Linked DNA regions of Manis pentadactyla: region 1 is linked to region 2. Evidence: chromatin contacts called from public Hi-C data. All regions are on one chromosome and are shown on one strand. Each heading gives the region's core, a stretch centred on a gene start, on an enhancer-like site or on the middle of the called end of the contact. The rest is flanking DNA. Distances are from core to core; before and after follow the strand shown.

Evidence for each region. Hi-C and Micro-C count contacts between places; a contact is called where the count stands out from the background.
Region 1: a Hi-C map of fibroblasts shows a contact between it and region 2, with 2.4 times the contacts expected there. The contact joins the promoter of CLASRP here to the promoter of EXOC3L2 in region 2.

Annotation. Positions count from the first base shown.
Region 1 is chr15:4,189,106-4,194,884 of mManPen7.hap1, forward strand. CLASRP (CLK4 associating serine/arginine rich protein) reads right to left here and starts at 1,418. Exons shown (of 21, transcript XM_036885689.2): 1 at 1,290-1,418; 2 at 176-303. The coding sequence starts at 274. RELB (RELB proto-oncogene, NF-kB subunit) reads right to left here. Exons shown (of 11, transcript XM_036885755.2): 8 at 5,440-5,655; 9 at 4,596-4,664; 10 at 4,380-4,457; 11 at 1,516-2,297. The coding sequence ends at 1,912.
Region 2 is chr15:4,021,391-4,027,412 of mManPen7.hap1, forward strand. EXOC3L2 (exocyst complex component 3 like 2) reads left to right here and starts at 3,439. Exons shown (of 12, transcript XM_057492920.1): 1 at 3,439-3,531.

The DNA of each region.
Region 1 (5,779 bases), core at 168-2,667, 170 kb after region 2:
AACAAACGGAATGCCTCCTGTTTTTACCAATGACTATGATCAAGAAATGAATGAATATTCTCCTGAGGAAAGTGGGCTCCCGTCTCGGCATACTTCCAAGCCTACCTTTTGACAGGATGACCAGGGATCCACCCTCCAGGAAGCGCTCAGCCCAGATTAAAGGCTGGTTACTCACGATCTTTTCATAGTACTCCCGCCGCCGCTCTGCCCTCTTCTTGTAGTCGACCATCATGCCTCGAAGCTTCCGCTCATGCTTCCGAGCCTCGTGCCACATCGTGGTGAGGCCAAGCGTGGGGCCTCAACCTGGGGGATGAGGGGAAGAGAATGTCAGATGGTCTGTAAAAACCGTATGAGCAGAATCGAAGTCAGCTGACAAGATGGTGACAGAGCTGATCCTAAACACCAGCTCCAGGGAGGGGAAGTGAGGCTGCAGAGCTGTGTGCCAGCTGCTCAGGCTTATCCCTGGCAACTCTGATCCAGTACCTCAGGCATTCTGAACCCCTCTCCCCAGGTGATTCTGGAGTGAGCAACCCTGGGAAAGGAGTGTTCTGGGTTCAGGCGCTGGAATCAAGGATGAAGGGTTTTGGAATGTAAGGAGGGAGTGTTTCAAGTCATGTATGGAGGCAGACCCGAGCAGCTGGGACAGTACTTCAGAAGAGAAGGAAGACCTGAAATGGCTCCCACCAGGGGCCATCCATGAGGGTGGGTACGGCTCGCAGGAGGATGAAGATGAAAGCAGGTGGAGAAGAAGAGAAAAATTTCATAGGAACAGAAAAGAGGTTTGGAAGTGGGGGTCGAGGCCAGGTGAAGGGCGTGGATGGAAGACGATGCTTGTGGGAGGGGAACCCGGGAGAGTGCTGAAAGGAGAGCCCAGAGCGGGATAAGATTCCTCAAGGAATCTGAATTGGGGGTGGGGGAGCTAACAAACGGAGCAGAGCCTGAGGGAGGCGGAGCTGGCGGACGGGAGGAGGGGGGCCGAGCTTAGGGGCAAGGCTTGCGGACCGGGGCGAAGCTCGAGGGTCTGGCCAGGGCTCGGGACCGGGCCTGGGCCTGAGGGTTCCGGCTAAGCTTTCTGACAAGAGGGCGGGACCTGTGGCAGGCGGCCGGGTTGGACGTGGCGAGTTCGGGCCCACGGCGGGGGCAGGGGCGCGCCGGAGGGGTGCGGGACGGGCAGACCTCGGAGCCGAGCACAGAGGCTCACAGCATCCCGGGGAGAGGCCGAGGGAAGGAGGAAACTGGGCTGACGCCCGCCAAAGGCCAGAAGGTCTGGGCCCCTCACCCGCACTCACCGGCTAGTCGTCGCCTCCCACCGCCGCGCTCGCGCGCTGCCCGCACCGGAAGCGGAAGTGGGAGGCCGCGCGAAGGGGGAGGGGTGGAGCCTGGCGGAGCGCGCTTCCGCTGACGCGAGGGGCGGGCCCTGCGGGGGCGGAGGGAACGTCTGAGCGCAGGAGAACCTGGACGCTTTGGGCTTTAGGGGCCGGGGGTGTTTCCCAAGCGAAAAAGAGACAAGACCTCCCGAGGCTCAAAAATTAATCTTTATTGGGAAGACTGAACGACCTACCCCCAACTTCAAGCCTGGGAAAGGAGGGCTGGGGATGTGCACCCTCTTCCCATATGTACATTCTTCAGAATCTGCATGGAGGTGCCCCCTGTTCGCGGAGCCGAGGCAGCTGTGACAAGCCGGCGCAGGGGCCACGCCCCTTTTCCTCCCCACACAGTTTTCTCATTTGTAAAATGGGCTCAGGGGAAAGCGACGCCACGGAGCTTTTCGTCAGCGCTGAAAATGTTCGATTCAGAAGGATCAGGAGATCGGAAGACTCACCAAGGGCGGCCCAAGGCGATGGGAGTGCTGGACATCTTGGATGAGTTTGCATGGCTCCTCACCTCCCTCCTCACCCAGCGCCGCGGGGGCTACGTGGCCTCAGGCCCTGGAGACAGAAGGCCACCCCCAAAACCCACCTCGCGGTACTGGTTGGGAAACATGTTGCTGCCCACAAGGCTGGCAGTGCCCCCGTCCCCGAGGCCCGGGGCCTGGTATGAGTCCAGCGTCAGCGGCTCGGGGCCGGGAGGTTCCCCAGCTGAGGCCCCTACAGCCCCGTTGCCTGCGACAGCGCTGGCGAGTGGTGGCGGGGCCAGCATGTCCAGCATGGTGAAGAGCGTGGGGGCTGTGGCGTCATCGTAGGCAAAGCTATCCTCCAGAAGATCCTGCCCGCCTGGGGGCTCCAGGCCAGGGACGGTCACGGTGCCAGGGAAGAAGTCTGTGTCTGGCAGCAGGGCTGACGGGGGGAGGAAAGGGCCTGCTGGATTGAGAAGAGAGAAGGAAGTATGGTGGGCTTCAGGGTCAACTCCTGGCCAGGTCCTAAAGTGGAATGCCCTGTCCTATGCTAAGCGCATTATCAGTGTTGGCCTCCTTTAATCCCGAGGAGAACCTCTGAACAAGAACTATCACCATTCTCATTTAATAAGCAAACTGAGGCAAAACAACCAATTACATACAGCAGTGGGGTTGTGGAACCAGGGTTGAAACCATGCTCCTGCAGTGCAGGGGAGTTCCCCAAAATGAGGAAGGAGAGGAAGCTCAAGAGACCCCCAAAATACAGAGACAACCCCAAAAGTGATATTCACACCATGGGAGACCCAAGTGAGACCCAAATCATAAGGTAAAATGTGTCATTATAGGAGAATCTCTCTTTCTGAAGCAAGAAAAACCTCACCAACAAAGGCTGTTTACATGTGTCTCATAAAGAGACCCAGGGCTATTGGACCCTATTTCCCAGCCTCTATTTTCCCAGATGCTATTTCCTTACAACTTAATGTGGACATCTGACTAAGTTACGCTGGCTTTAATGTAGGCATGATGGCTGGAGCTGCAGCAGTCATCTTGGACCATGAGATACAAGTTGAAAATGGCAGGAGCTTGGGTCTCTGATGATCATATGGCCCCCAAACCATCCCTGGACAACTACCTCTGGAATGTGTTTATGTGAGAAAAGAAATAAATTCTATTCTTTTGAAACCCCTGTTATTTTCAGTTTTGCTATGAACATAGTAAAATATGATCATAACAAATGCAGGTGGTATTCCTGATTTCTGGAAAGTTCCTAACACCTCCTGAGCACTAACTCTGTACCAGACACTGTGCTAGATAACCATGACCTCACTAAATTCTAGAAAGGACCCTAAAAGGTCCGTATGACAGATGAGTAAACTGAGGCCCAAAGAGGTCACACACAGTGGCTAAATTGTGGCCTCAAAATTTCAAACCCAGTCTGATTCCAGAGGCTATGCTTCTAACCATTATAATCTTTGTAGTGCCAAGAGAGTTTTGCCCCAGTGAGACTTAAGACACTGGGAAACGGGTGAGGGATGATGTTGAGGAGGGGTTGGGAAATTGAAGGTGGAGAAGTGAGCTAGGATTGGTGGTTGCTAGGGGCGGAGCTTTGGGGCATTGGTTACCAGTTGTAGTGGGTTGCCGGGACAACAGCTGGTACCTTACACCCCCAGGGTGGACCTGACTGGAGTGGTTCAGGCTGGGTAGACTGAGTGGTTGGAGCCTGGCTGGGAGCTGCGAGACTTCAGGTAGCTGGGGTATTGGGGGCAGTGGTCTCAGAGCTAGTGATCAGTGGGTGGGGAGGCTACTTCTGATGGCAGCCAGATAGAGTTGGAGTTCATGGACACTGAAGGCTGGCATGTGAGTTGAGGTGAAGTCGGATAGGATAGGCCAGACGGTGGCTGGACTAGAGACAGGCTCTGAATTCGTGGTTGGCTGGCTCTGACAACCACCTCCATTCATCCACCATCTCCCTGCTACCTGTTAGTGTTTCATCATTAAAAGATACATATGCCCAGGTGCAACTCCCTGTTCCCCATCACAGGCTAGCTGTGTGACCTCAGGTAAGAGACTTCACCTCTCTGGGCCACAGTTTCTTCACCAGTAAAATGTGTGTGTGTGTGTGAGAGAGAGAGAGAGAGAGAGAGAGAGAGATAACACCCACCTCACAGGTGACTGTAGATTCAATGAGAAAACATCCGCAGAACACTTATGTGCCTGGGATACAGTGTCTATAAAAATACATACATTTTAAAATGCCAGTGAAGCAGGTTATGTGAGGAGACTTTCAAGAGGAGCCCCTGAGGCTCTGAGAGGTGGAGCAAGTTGGTGAAGGTCACAAAGCAAGTAAATGGCCCAGTGGACATCAGAGCCTGCAGACTCTGTATCAGAACCATTTATTCTTTCCACTTTCTGCTGCTGGCTAAGTGGTGAGTCACTGGCCTTGGGGGAGTTCTTGGTGGGGGGCCTGAAGAGGCCAGCAAAGCAGGGCTTCAGTTCACCCTCAGCCCACCCCAGGCGGCAGGGGCCTGCACTGAGTCGGACCCACCTGAGCTGTGGCTGGGCAGGAAGTGGTCCAGGAAGGCTGGCTTCTTCCTCCGCCGTTTGCTCTCGATGCCATGGGGGTCTGAGGGAAAGCAGAAATGAGGATCCATGGATCCCCACAGCCACTTCTCCCTACCCTGGGGTGGGGCTGGGCAGAGGGATCAATCATCCCCTCCCAGGGACCTGGAGATGGGCATGGAAAGGGGCAGAGGAGACACACCAGAGCTATTCAGCTCCCCAAGGACACCGGGTATCCCCCGTTTCCGCTTCTTGTCCACGCCGTAGCTGTCTGTTCAGGAGACGCCAGGGACATACAAAATAATCCATCAATAATAATAATTAAGAATTAATTATAGATATCATTGAGGAAGTTGTTGAGCTGTTCTAACTCTTGGCCAACCAATGCAAATAGATGTCCACATCTTAATCAGAATGAAACCCAAATCCACTTTCGGCTGCACTAGGTCTCTCTGTTGTTCCTGGAATACACCAGGCACAGTATTGCACCTGGTGTCCAGCTGCTTACAACCCTCTTCTTCAACCCCTACTGCTTCACTGGAGAACAGCTTACACATCCTCCCGTCCTCAGCCCAGCTTTAGGAAGCCTCCCTGACCCCTGAGCCTGGGTTAGATGCCCTGAGCTGTTCTGTCTCCGTCCTGCCCACTTTCGTTATCACTATGTGGCAACAGGTCTGTCTCCCTGTAGGACTGTGAGACTCATGAGGGCAGGGCTGGTGCTATCTCAGACACCATTGTGTCCCCAGCACTACCCGGGAAAAGGCCAGGCATAAGCAGGTGTGCTGACAGGAGGATTGATTAAATATTCCCAAAATGCCATCAAATGGGTACCATTATCATTTCCATTTTGCACAGTGGAAGACTGAGGCTTGGAGAAGCCAAGGCAACACAGACAGTAAATGGCAGAGCCAGGATTTAAACTGCAGTCTGTGCAGCTGAGCCTGCATTTTACTTCTGCCTCTTCCCCTGGCCCCTCTGGGTCACCCCAAGCAAGGCCAAAGACCTGGTCCCTGGGGCAGTGGGTCAACCCGAGTTGCCAAGGTTACCATGGTCCCGAGGCAGGTACGTGAAGGGCAAAGGCTCGCTGCAGACCCCATCAGTAAGACGCTGCAGGAAGACGTTCACTGTCACTGGCTCAATGATCTCCAGGTCCTCGTAGGGTGGTGTCTTGAACACGATGGCAATCTGGCGGTGCACGTCAGCCTGGGAAAAGTCAGCCCGGCCTTCCCAGGAGGCTCTGCTGAACACCACGGATATATCCTCTGGTGGGAAAGTGGAGATGTCAGCTGAGCCGGGATACTGGCCCACCAGATCCCCAACTCATTCAGCCTCCCCGACATCAATTTTAATATTCCTAAGAATAAAACTAATCATAGTGGCAGCTAA
Region 2 (6,022 bases), core at 2,189-4,688:
GGAAAGAAAGACACACACAAAAAAACTTTGGGAGATACACAGAGAACACAGACACAGAGTGACAAAGACTGAGAGACCCACACGCAGAGACAGAGAGACGGAAAGAGACAGAGATACGCAGAGAGGAGACACAGAGACTTGTAAAGGGAATGGAGACAGTGCAGAGAAGCGCCCAGGGGGAGAACCAGGCAGATGGCGCGGTCCACATTCTCCCACCCGCCTGGCCCACCCTTCCCCAGGCATGGGGCCCAGGAAGCTCTTGGGGACATGAGCTAAGGGTGCTGGGTGCACGGTGTGCTGGGCAGAGCTGCTGCAGAAGGGTGGCTAACCTCTCCAGCAATGCTGCCTCCCTCCTCCCTGAAAACTCTGGACCCCAAGGCTGTGGGCTGCAGTCTCCTGTCCTCTGCACCTCAGCCAGGGTCTGAGTACTGTTTCTGTCCAGCTATGTGGTCAGGGCAGGCATTTGCCCTTTCTGGGCCTCAGTTTCTCAATCTATAAAGTGGGGGGCGGGAGTTCCTGCCTGTTGCCTTCCTGGCCAGGCTGAAGCAAATGCAAAGGAACTCTATGCAGGTAACCACCTGCAGGGCACGGCTGCTCTCCAGATGGGCAAAATGAGACCAGAGAGGGCAAGGGCTTTGCTGAGGTCACACAGTGCTGTGGGGACCCTCCACGCCTTCTAGACCAGGAATGAAAGAAAGAGGGGCATTGCACAGTCCTGGCCCCAAAATTACCCAGCCCTTGGATGGAGTCCGTGACCTGTCCCTGTCTGTCTACCATCTTCCACATCCTCAATTTTCCTTCCTGTAAAATGAGTGTGATGATAACAGCAGAGTGTTGGAGCCGACTGTTAAAGTCTCAGGAATTTTAAAACTGGTTGTTAAACTGCCAGTATTAAAAATTAAATGATGCAAACATACAATTAAGTAAATTATATTTACAACAAAGGTAATAAATCCTCATCACATCCTAATTATTTTACTGCATTTTGCTATTACCTGTGATCCTAAGGTTATTTACATCTATGGTATCTGCACAGTGAAACTACTGTAAAATGGCCTACTACACGTCTCTTCCCCCAAAAAACGCTTTCAGTGATGTCACCTTGGTAGGTTGAATTAGCCATGGTGGGAATATTTATGCCCTGGAAATTGGCAAATGCTACAAATCAAGGCTCCCCACCCCTCATCCCCCAGAGAGCTAGTTGTTAAACATTTATATCACATTGCTGGTTGATACTACCAGCTACATAGACTCACAGAGGCTTCCTTCGTGCCAGCCTCTGAGCACTTTATCCTTTCTGCCACCCCATGAGTTTGGACCATCATTATCAACTCCAGATGAGGAAACAGAGGCTCAAGAAGAAAAATCACATGTTGCTGAGAAGCAAGGCTGGAATTTGAATCCAAGTGCCTCCAAACTCCAGAACCTGGGCTCCTAACCACTGTGGTTTCTTGTCGTTGAATAATAATAGTAGCAACTTCAGTCTGCAAAAAATTAATGAGACTATAGAAGTGAAGTGCCTCACATAGAACAGATTAGAACTTCTTAAGTGGGTGACATTACTATTATTATTCAGCAAATGGGGCTCAAGGAGTCTTAGGAATGGTGGGAGGCAGAGAGGGAGGAATTCAGAATGGTGTTCTAGAAGCTTTGAGAGCCCAAGGGCTCTGCGGGGTGAGGAGTGGGGTCGTGGAGATGGGTTGAGCGGGCTGAGTCACCAATCCCTTCCCAGTCCTTGCACAGAAAACTGCAGTTCTCCAAGGCACCACACGGGAGCAGCAGACCACCTTCCTAAACTTGGAAGCCCACCTCACCCCATCCCCAGTACTGCCCCCACCCCACTTCCCCCACCAGGGGATTGAGGCTTAAAGAGGGGGAGGCCACAATGTGGATGAACCTTGAAAACACTGTGCTTAGCAAAAGAAACCCAACACAGAAGACCGCCTTGGTATGATTCCATTTACATGAAATGTGAAAAATAGGTAAATCCCTGGGGCTGGGAGGAGAAAGGAATGGGGAGTGACTGCTACCGAATCACAGGAGTTTCTTTTCGGGATTACGAAAATGTTCTGGAGTTAGTGGCGATGGCTGCCACAGCCTTGTGCATATACTAAAAACCACTGAGTTGTACACTTTAAAATTAAGGGTGAATTTTATGGCATGTGAATTATACGTCAGTAAAAAATTAAATTAAAAAAAAAAGAGTACGAACAGTGGTCACAGCTCATCACAAGCCACTTGGTTCCAGCTCAGGGTGCCTTCTGATTACCAGGGCTCCACGCTGACCTGGGGAGGACATAGGCCTGTCCCTCCCTGATCCTTCGCCACCCAACCATCCCCTCCCCCACAAACCATTGTCTGGCAAGTCCAGTCCTTGAACTGAGGCCTTCAGACCTTGGAATCTGAACCTCTGACCCATTTCTCCCAGCCATCATGTCTCTGGAGTCCACCCTGAGCCCAGTCCCTGACCCTAGTGCTGGCCCTAACCCCAATTCAACCCCAACTTTGCCTAAGCAAGTGACCACGCATCCCAGGGCCTGGGATGCTGTGCCTGAGCCCCCGAGAAGCCTCCTTAACCTAACGCAGAGCCTAAAAAATACCCCTAATCTTGCATCTAACCTTACCAATACCAACCCATTCCCAGTCCCAACTGCACCCATCTCTGTCTGCGACTTCCAGTGCTTAGTTTTGATCTATCGACATTCATGCATTAGTTAACAACTCTTTATTGAGCTCTGACTATGTGCCAGGCACACTTCTAGGGATGTGAAGATGAAAAAGGTAAGCAAAATGTGCTTTGAGTTTATATCCAAGTGGGAGTGTCAGAGACTCTGCAAGGGAGAGAGAGGAATCCAATCCCTTGAGATTCTAGAAGGTACTACAAAGGGATTGACCAATCAGAGCCATGTGCCTGGGGGGCGGGAAGGGTGCAGGGGGCCTAATGCTGTGGCTGGCCAGGGTACCCCTTCAAGAAGGGACACTGGAGCTGAGATCAGGATAACTACCGAAAGAAGGGACCATGGAGAGACCTGAGGACAGGGGCTTTCAGGTAAAGAGAACCACACTTCCAGGGCCATGCTGGGTGTCACCCCCTTAGGCCTCTCATCCCAGCCTCTGGGCCCAGCAGAACCTTCCTCAATGTCTTCACCCCGTATCAGGGAACCCAGGAGAGAGCTCTGGGCACACATCCAGTATGAGGTGTCTCCTAGGGTGCCCAGGATGGTGTTGTCACTTGGGAGGCGTGAAGAGCCGGCAGGGGGGGCTGATTCCGCCCAGGGGTGTGGGTGAGGGTGGGGGCCGGACTGTGGCCCGTCCTTCCCAGACCATTCCCAGACCAACCGCAGCCTGGCCTAAAAGGGCAGACAGATAACAAATCCTTCCCGCCCCTGGCCCCGAGAGGGAGGGGTTTCCTGACAGGAAATTGACCTCCTCTACCCCCCTCAAGACCCAAGCTTTCCACAGTCCTGGCTGAAGTAGCCTCAGGACACGCCAGCGCAGGGACAGAGGGACAAGGCACTACGGAGGAGGTGAGTGTGCTGGAGGAGGGGGCAGGGTTCACACGACCCCCTACCCTCTACCCCCAGGGGCCCTCTGAATCTGGGCTGGACAAGAGTTCTGAGAACCTGTGCCCTGCAGCCTGGAGTGGCTGCAGCAGAGGGGGAATCTAGGGCCTGACTTGGGAGGGTGCCAGCCAAAGGGTAGGAGGGGATGGGGGCAGGATGAGGGGACAGGGAAGACTTGGGGACTCTTGGGGATCCAGAGAGACTGCGAGGGAGAGGGCGTGGAGAGTTTGGATTCACCGAAGGAGGAGAGAGATGAAGCGGCAGAGACGGGCCTTGGGGCTGATGCCCTTTGAGTTCAGGTGGGGAGACTGAGGCTAAATAGGGGTGAGTGCTTTGTTCTATCTCCCAGAGAAGGGGTCTTGGAGATGGGAGAGGGGACGAGGGTTGCGACAGAGATGGAGCAGGAGACAGGAATGGGAACGGGGTTGGGAGTGAAGATGTGGACGAGCTTGAAATAGGCAAGGCTGGTGACAGGACTGTTGGGGAGCAAGGTCTGGACTGCGGTTGTGTTGGCTGGTGTCGGGCTTGGGCATGCAATTTGCAAGGCAGTTCTCTAACGCTGTGACTGGAGGCGATGACTTCTGCAAACAGGTTGGGCCCGCCTGTGCCTGTGGAGAGGGTTTGGGGCTTTGGGGAAAGGCTGGCATCGAGGAAGAGGAGGAGGGGCCCCAAAAGGGAAGCTCTGGCGGCCAAGACATCCTGCGGGAGCTGGGAGGCTGGGGGCTTGAGGGTTGTCTCGGAAGTGAGTCAGGGGCTGGGCACTGGAAGGCAGATGAGGGGGCGGGATATAGGAGCCAGTTTGCAGAGCCAGGAAGAGGGAAAATGCCGGGATCAGTTTTGGGAAAATGCTGCAGCCAGGTCTGAGGGTGTCGGATATGGTTTTGCAGCATGGATTCCAGTTTGGGGGTTGATGTGGGAGCCACTGACAGAATGTCACATGTAGTTGGGGCAATGTTGACTTAAGTGGGAGGGAAATTGGAGCCCCCTCTTTCGAGGTGGGATGCTAGAACCAGTTCTGGGGGATGATGGAGCCATTTGGGGGTTGAGGCACATGGAAGCCAGTTTGGAAGATGAAAGACAGAAATCAGTGGGTGAACGGTGTGTGCATGTGTATGGGGGAGTGGGGCTGGAGCCACGGGGGGGCTCCAGGCAAGGGTTGCCATGGTGACTGCCTCCCTGGGGGATAGGGGACCATGGAGACTGAGAAGTTGGAAGATGTTTCCAGGAACCAGAGGCTTGAGAAATGACAGCTAAGGTCTAGAAGCTGAAGTCAGGGAGGAAGGAGGCTCCCCACCAGGAAAGAAGAGCATCTTGCCTGTGGCCCAGCCAACTCAGGGCACCTGCAGCGTCAGCCTCCCCCCAAGCTCCCATGCACCCACACCCACCTGCCCAGAATCCGCTCCTTTCTGCCCCCACATGCTTAGAACCTGTCCCAGTTCAAAACAACCAGTCATAGGAGAGCATGTGAACGGTTGACACTTTACACAACTTTGTCAGTTACACAGTGGAATAGTAGGCAGCACTTAAAATAAATCAACTAGAGCCACAGAGACAGGCATGGAAAAATCTCCCATGTAATGTTTATGTCCCACAAAAAACATAGTGCCATAGCATTTATAGAGTTAGAAACAATGTAAAACAATATATTATTTTTGGAGGCAAGTCTGTATAGGCACAGAGTAAAAGTCGGCTTGGATGGATGGACCGCAAGTTCTAGATGGGCTGCGCTGGGAGAGGGCGAGAGGGAGCCTGCTCAGGGTCGGCTAAGGGGGTTTTAGTGCTTTTGTGCGCTTGATTCTTAAAAGCTCCAAACCAAAGAGAATGAATTGAATGTTTGATTAGAGCAGTTAGGATTGTAGGCACAGTGGGTGGTTGTTAAGTTTGTTCTCTCTACTTCTCTGAATGTTTGGACTATTTCATCATTTTGAAAAGCACCCTTCCGTGGCTGTCCAGTGCCCCCGGGAGAAAGCCCAGGGCCCCCGGCGGGGCATCCAAGGCCCTGCAGGGGCTGCTTCTGGTTGACCTCTCTAGCTTGACTCATCATTCCTCCTCCCCCACCAGGAATGAAGTCCTTGCCTCCTTCCTCCATTTCCTGTTTGGCACCCATTCATTCCCTGAGTGCCTGCCCCGGGAGCTGAGGACACAGTGGTGACCAAGACAGCTCACAGTCCAGTGGCGACCCAGACCCATCCCCAGACAGTGCCGGCGCAGAGTGGGCAGGGCACGGGAAGGGGGAGTCCTGGGAGGAGCGTGCACCTGACTCAACTGGGCATCCCAGGAGGGGGCATTGGGGTTGGGTCCTAAAGCATGACTGGAGCATGGAGACTAGGCTTCCCCGTGGAGGGTCAGCAGATGCTGAAGCCCAGAAGAGCCTTGAGTAGGGAGGAGACTGTGAGAAAGCCCTGATGAGGTGCATAGCTGGCGGGTAAAGGGACTGAATCTTGTCCCAAGGGCCCTGG